Regions from separate parts of the Mus musculus genome. Here region 1 is linked to region 2. A link is a contact called in public Hi-C data. All regions are on one chromosome and are shown on one strand. The core of a region is the stretch at or near the end of the contact, and the rest is flanking DNA. Distances in the headings are between cores, read along the strand shown.

Region 1 (3,425 bases), core at 380-2,879, 490 kb before region 2:
TCCCAGCTGTGGCAGAGCTGTGGATAACTGCATTTTCAAAGAAGCTGCCAGGCTTTCCTAGATGAAATGATTCCTAGACATAAATCATGTGTAAGTTGATGTTTGTATATAATAAGCGATTGCTGATGTCCTGATAGCATTTTATAGTAGTAACAGAGAGATTTACACATCTTTCTCAAATTAAGAAATTATGTACCAAGTCTATGCATAGGTTTTTCTTGCATAGAATAAAAACTCTAATTTTCCAAACATGTTTCTGAAATTATGTATTTTAAGATGAACCATTTGGTTAACAGATTTTTTTTTTTTCAATTTTAGGTAGGGACTTTAGAAATTACTTTTCATTTGAGAGTATTCATAGAGCTTGTGTGGTATAAATTTTTAAATGAGAAAATGTGAAAAACAAGTCTGCAAAGTCAGAAATCTGAAAGCTTATCCATGACAGCTAAAGGCCTATGCAGGAGAAAGCCAACTGTGGTGAGCCAGCCAGGTCCAGCTCACTAACTGCTCTTCAGGGCCTACTCATCAAGAAATGGATTTATGTTCTAAATAGGTTTTTAAAAAGGAAAGTATCAGTGTGAAAATTAATATGATCTTTAGTGTTTGTGAATAGAATTTCTTGGAACACAGCCACATGCTTTCTTGGGTTTGTTGTGTGTGGGTGCTCTGTGCTCCAGAGACTACACTGGGAAACCACAGCATACAGGGATGGCCCTTCGCAGACAGTTTGCCACCATGGTGTCTCACGGCCACTGGCCATGCAAGGCTTTTCCTCAGATGTCCTTGATGTTTCTGTGATATTGTCACCCTATCTTGGGGTCATCACTGGGTCCCTATAAGCCTAACTGTTCTCTGTGTTAGCAAGGAAAATATTCTTTAACCTGGAATCCTGGTGTAGCACAGTACAGAAGACCACTGTGTGGAGCGAGACCCTCCTAATCTTTACTGTTGCACAGGAAAAAGTGTCTTCCCCACTTTGAGCTGGCAAATCCCATAAGCCCTTAGAGAACTCATGGCTTCAACCACCACACCACTGAGCAGATCTCTGAGACACAGGACAACAGAGTTCATACTCATGTATGTTTTGTATTGAGGAGGCTTAGAGATTGTACATTTTGGGAAAGTAAGTTTGCAGTCACTGAACTTGACAAGGTAGGAACAGAAGAACGCATGGAGGAGAGATGTAAGAGTTATATATGTAAAACAGGGTATTTGAGCTGGGTAGAAAACTTGCCTAGAATGTACAAGGCCTTGGATCCAAATCCCAGAACTGCAACTCTCCCCAGAAGAGATAATCAGAATTTTAGAGATGAATTTAAGAAAATATAATTTTTCCCGTGGATTGGAATTCTGGGTTGTTGGATGGCATGGGTTTAAGCCATAGTTTGAAGGTGGTGGAAGGAGGCCAGTGTGAACCAGTGCAGTCTGTCTTTCCAAAGTGCAAATCCAGGAGAGACGTGAGCTCTACACGCCCCTGGTTTCTGGAAAGGAACTAACTCCAAGCTGTCCTTAGAATGGAGAAAATGGTGACTCAGAGAATTGACCATGTGCTTCAGAGCAACTCAGGAGCAGCAGGCACTACAGCGATACAGGGATGCCCGGACCTCTAAGATGTAACTACTTAGCTCCTAGCTTTCCAGGCACCCTGCAGAGTGTTCAAGGACTCGGAGCTCAGTCTGGGAAGGGAATGGGAAAGGTAGAGGCCTGGGCGGAAGCCTTCTCATGGTACTTGGTTCAGTTTGGTTTTCCTTGTTTGTAAAACAAGCTTACTGATAACATTGTAATCTGCTTTCCATGTCCTGTTTTCTAACGACAGAGTCTCTTTTAAGCAAAAGCAGTTGCCAGAGGATCGGGGAGGTGTTGGGAGGAGCTGAAGGCATGCGGTGAAGCTGCACAAGCTGACAAGGGCTCAGTGCTGTTTCTACTTATTGTCATGTAACTGCAATTGGGCTGCCCTGTTTTCCAGTATCCTTAAAAACAACAAACCCTAGTTGGTCTAAGTGTGAACCTCTGAATTTAAAGCTGGTGTTAGCATACGGATGTACAGTAGCTAGAAAGCCTTCCTGGGTTCACCCGCACGCACTGGACCACCAGGGGGCGCTGAAACCACAGCTTTAATGCAGACGGAGCCATAGTGCCCATCAGTTCTGTTTGGCCATATTATAAGAATTTTCTTCCTCTGATAGCAACCCTCCTTTCTCCCAGGTTTTGTTTATTTGTTTTTGTTTGTTTGTTTGTTTGTTTGTTTGTTTTTCGAGACAGGGTTTCTCTGCGTTGCCCTGCCTGTCCTGTAACTCACTTTGTAGACCAGCTGGCTGTAGACTCGGAGACCTACCTCAGATTAAGTGCTGAGATTAAGAGCTTGCCTCACCACCACCATCAGGCTTCCTCCCTCCTCTTCCGAATTTGCCACCAGCCTGTCACTGACAAGTTTGCAAATGCTAAAACAGTGCCTGTATGTTTTGAAGTGTAAAGAACATATTTCTTTTTTTGTAATTGAGCTTAAGAGATAAAATGAATGTATTACTCATTTGTAAAACTTCCTAAGCAAAAGGTAAAATTATGCACAACTGGTAACCATCAATTGTTTATCATTCACAAATCAAATATTTTCGTTATTTAACCACTGATAGTAATTCATTATAAAACCATTCTTTTGCACAGTTAGGAATGCTGACCAAGAAACTGCATTATTTAAATTAAATGCTAAACAAGAATTTGAAACCTGTTTTTTTTTTTTTTTAACATTTAAATCAGACTCACTAGAAACTATAATGGTTTCTGATACAAACATGAAGTCCAAGAGGATCAAATGGTAAAAGATGTATTTGCACATTCCTTCTGGATAGAAAATGGTAAAAGTTGGTGAATCCCCAGCATCCTTTGATCCAGAATGTTCCTAATCTTAACCCTTAAGCATTGGCAGTGCAAGGAAAGCCTTTGTGACAGGTCATAGGAAGTGGAAACAGCTGGAAATATGTGAGGTGACCTTCAGGGTGTGTGTGTGTGTGTGTGTGTGTGTGTGTGTGTACAAACGAATTTAATTTTTGGATTTGGGTTTTACCCCAAAATCTCTTACGTAATTTTTAAAAATTTATTTTTATTTCTTGGGCATTGGTGTTTTGCCTGCATGTATTCCTGTGTGAGGGTGTCAGATTTCTTGTATCTGCAGTTACATGAGGGGCCTAGGAACTGAACCCGACTTCTCTACAAGAACAGCCAGCCCACTTAAATGATGAGCCATCTCTGCAGTCTGTAAAATTTTAAGTTTCTAACATCTGAAATTTGTACAACGTGCGCTAGGATAAGGAGCCTGCGTAACATCCTTGAAGCCCTTGGCTCAGCCCCCAGTTCTGCCAAAGGTTGGCAGAGCCGAAAATCTTGGAATGGTTAAGAATTGGACTGGGCGCGTTCAAATCCTGACT
Region 2 (3,899 bases), core at 623-3,122:
ACAATGGAATTACCAGTCTCTCCTTTTGATGGGAATCTCCTTTAAAATAAATATTGAATTAATGAGCAGATTAATGGATAGATGGATGGATGGATAGATGGATGATGGGTGGATAGATGGATAGATGGATGTATAGATATATGGATGGATGAGTGGATAGATGGATGGATGGATGGATGGATGAGTGAGTGAATTAATGGATGCCACAAAGTCTCTGAGAAATGACTTGTTGGAGTCGGAAATGAAGCTATAAAGGTAGTTTGAAGGCAAAGTCTACCGGGACTTCTGTAATAAATAAAGAATCATGGTCTTTGTAAGGTATATGGATTCACTGACATTTTGGGCTTTGTTGAGTTTCTGGTTTAGTGCATGAATAACCTCAGCTAGTGTGTGTCTACAAATAATCCTGGTAGAATGTAGAGGATGCTTGACAGCAGGTAGGGATGGTTCTAGCATAAGAGGGAACATTCTTGGAAAACTACAGAGTATTATTCGATTGTGAGACAACAGCGACAGAGTGGACTGCAAAAAGAGGAAAAGAATCAGAAGCCACCTGAAAAGTCACTCTGCCATCTGCAGCTCGGGAGATTGGCAAGAGTATAATCCCATACAGGAATGAGATGCTTTCAGAGAAGGAAGAAGACAAGATATGTAAATTAGTCTGAGTTCCTTGGCAAGATCAGCCAAGAGATGTGGTATAGGGATATAGATTTAGATGCAGTTAAATATTAACTGAGACCAGAGAGAAGGTATGATTTGCTAGGAAAGGGATAGAGAGATGGACTGAGCAGAGAACTTCAGAGAATACCGATATAGACAGGACAGGTAGGAGAAGCGATGCAGAGAGTGTAGACTGAGAAATAGACAATGACATAGGAGAAGAAGTGAACCACGCATCTCAGTAAGAATGGGGCCCAGCAGACACTTCTGCAAAACATTGACAAAGAAAACGTCCTGTGGCAAAGAGCAGAAAACGTGTGTGGAAAACAAAGAATTCAAAGTAGACATGTGACAAGTTCTCAGACAGTTTACTCCCCTTTCTGAAGATTCTGCCTTTCTTTACCCATGCTTCCTTCAATGTTTCTAACTTAAATACTAAGTAGGTCTCCAAATCACAAGGCAAGTCTCAGCTCAGTGAATCTGATTGACCCTGGTTAGGGTGGGTAGCCCTTGGGTTCCCATCAATCACGACTGTGGGTGAGACAGGGAAACAACACAGAACCAACATGGCTTCCGGGACTCATTTCAGCAATTCTCAGAAAAGGGCCGCTTTGGATTGAGCAGACACTGCCCAGATGGCTACTAGCAGGTTGATGGAAATAACTAACTTCATGAAGGCCTGCTGGATCTTTCTTAGAGGCATCAATTACTGGAAAGGTTGTAGGCACCGAGGCTCGTTTCTTTGTTCCCATTTCCGGTTAGCCCGCAGGGAAGCTTCCTTTCTTTGCTCCCATTTCCGGTTAGCCCCGCAGGGAAGCGTCCTTTAATACCTCTATTGATTTCCCGACAGCAGGAACAGGAGGAACAGAAATTGCTTGTGAAGGTCTGTGACATCGCCAGGTCAAAGGCCCAAAGAAACACAAAGGACACCCCCCCCCCCCCCCCGAAAAGCTAGACATTTCTGGTTGTTTTGCTGTTTTTTTTTTTTTCTTTTTCCTTTCTCTCGTTGATTTCCCAAATTATATGAGCTGATTTCTGGCTTTTCATTAATCAAGCTGCCACCTGTGATAGACTGTGGGCCGTTCGTCTTATTTTGATTAATTCCATTCTCCCAGCACCATTTCCAGTGGATGGTTTGTGGAGGGCAGAGAGAGAACAGGGTTGACTAGGGATTTGGGAGTGGAGGAGGATCCTCCAAAATCTGACTGAGTCTGTCTGCTCACAGAAGCATCTTTCTGTCATCCCTTCTAGCTCTAAGAATAGCGAATGCCAGCTGCACTTGCCTGAGCCGTGTCTAAATTAATAAAACAACGTGGGATTATTGACATTTTCTTGCTTCAACTAGCAAATGCGCATCTTTGAATTTTTATCAACTGAAATGCTCTTATAATGAAACACTCGGGGAAACAGGCTCAACATAAAAATAATAATGCACATTTTTTTTACTTGTGCTAATTATGATTTAAATGCCTTTTAACTTATCTTTCTCGCATCATTTCTCTCAGAGATGGTGACTAAGTTGAGACAGTTCGAAGAAGGCAAAGAAACTTCGTAGAATGACAGGGCCTCTGTGATCTTTGATAACAGTTATTCATGGCTCTACTACCTAAAACCTGGATGACCTGGAAATGACTTTCTTTTTCTGGGCCTACATTGCCAATCTCATGCCATTATGCTCGATCGAGAGGCAAGTGATCTTTCAAGGACACAGTATGCCTACCACACAGTAAAGGCTAATTAATTCACGTTCCAGAACACAAGGTGTTTGGTAGTGCGAGGACTTCTCAGTTGCTGCCATCACAATGCCTGCCTTGGCCATGGATGAAGAAGAGTGTCATGTGCAAATGACCCATGAGAGGTGAACAGGGTTGACAATGTGGATGTGGTGCTGATGCTTGTATCTACAGCATCTCTGTATAATACAGGATAGTGGTATGTTGTTGTAAATATTAAAAAATGAAACCCACCATCTCTCCCGCCCCACCTGTCCACGTTCCCATTCTAGTACCTGTACTGGCAGGCCACAACACCATGTCCCCGAGGAGTCCTGCTCAGTGGCGTGTTCTCACCACTGAGCTACTCTCTCCCAGCAAGTGAGTTCTTCCTTCCTTCCTTCCTTCCTTCCTTTCTTACTTTCTTCCTTTTTTTCTTTTTTGGTTTTTTGTTTTTTGTTTTTGTTTTTTTTTTCAAGACAGGGTTTCTCTGTGTAGCCCTGGCTGTCCTGGAACTCACTCTGTAGACCAGGCTGGCCTCCAACTCAGAAATTCGCCTGCCTGGGATTAAAGGTGTGTGCCACCACACCGGGCCAGCTATTGAGTTCTGTGCAGTGCTCCACACACCACACGATGTTCCATCTCAACACCTAGTTACCCGGTAGAAACATGACTCTTAAAGCTTGATTAGTTAGCCGATTAGATTTATGTATACTTAAAATCACAATTACAAGATGCCAATACAGTAATTTCAGAGCCAATTGATAATAATAAAAGCTTTATCCCAGTAGTCTAACCTTTTGATAACATCATGTCTGCCTCCATTATTCCTCCTCCTCCTCCTCTTCCTGAGATCTCTCTTCTATCTCTCCAGTGCACGATTGCCCATCTCCCTCCACTCCAAGCTCTGCCCCTTTTCCCTGTCCAATCACAGACTCTCTCTATACTGATGTAATTGTACAGGGAAAAATCCTACAACAGTGATAACATTCATCACTGAGAACATAAGGCTCCTTTGCGCTTGAGATTGGGTGCATCTGGAGTATCTGTTGCTGATGCCCTACTTACTGTTAACATGAAGACCCCTAGACAAGACATATTCTAGGTTCAACTGAAGGCTAAAGGGCATGCTCAATAAAAAGGAGTGATAATAAACTTCCTTGTCTACTACTCAAATGTCTGGAGATCTAGACTCTCGGATACATGCCTGTAGCTTGGGGGAGAACCAAAAGATTTTTTTTTTAATTAGAAGGAGAAATGGCCTCCACTCATACTTCAATAGGCCATTCAAAGTACAAATTCCCATGGTTTGTTACTGGTTTGGTATTACCAGACAAGCGGAGGTAAACCTCCCTCTCTTGAAATAATCTTTAGACCCTTCTAGAGGTCAAGGGCACTGGTCTGAATAGCAATCCCAAAGGCCTAGAAGCTGGACCAGTAGCAGAAGAAACAGCTGAGGTTTCTTGTCCCCTAGAAGTCTTTGGACACAGGAGGCTCAGGGATGGGCCTACCTGTGGTGAAGGAGAA

The links. A called contact is a pair of places that touch in the nucleus more often than the background predicts.
Region 1: a contact with region 2 is called in a Hi-C map of cortical neurons, with 4 times the contacts expected there. The contact joins two enhancer-like sites. A contact is called at or near these places in 2 of 39 promoter capture datasets (the 3T3-L1 cell line and hippocampal neurons) and 2 of 484 Hi-C or Micro-C datasets (the C10 cell line and cortical neurons).

Annotation. Positions count from the first base shown.
Region 1 is chr10:71,224,760-71,228,184 of GRCm38.p6, reverse strand. It overlaps Tfam (transcription factor A, mitochondrial), which reads left to right. Exons shown (of 7, transcript NM_009360.4): 7 at 1-2,708. Among named protein-coding and RNA genes, the nearest start is that of Tfam, 12 kb to the left of the region's middle. Within about 2 kb of position 1,629, at least 9 of the 459 cell types and tissues checked have an H3K27ac peak or open chromatin away from gene starts, as enhancers often do. A contact at or near this core is called in cortical neurons, where this site is marked.
Region 2 is chr10:70,731,689-70,735,587 of GRCm38.p6, reverse strand. All of the region lies in intron 2 of Gm33979 (a long non-coding RNA gene), which reads left to right. Among named protein-coding and RNA genes, the nearest start is that of Gm33979, 6.6 kb to the left of the region's middle. Within about 2 kb of position 1,872, at least 17 of the 459 cell types and tissues checked have an H3K27ac peak or open chromatin away from gene starts, as enhancers often do. A contact at or near this core is called in cortical neurons, where this site is marked.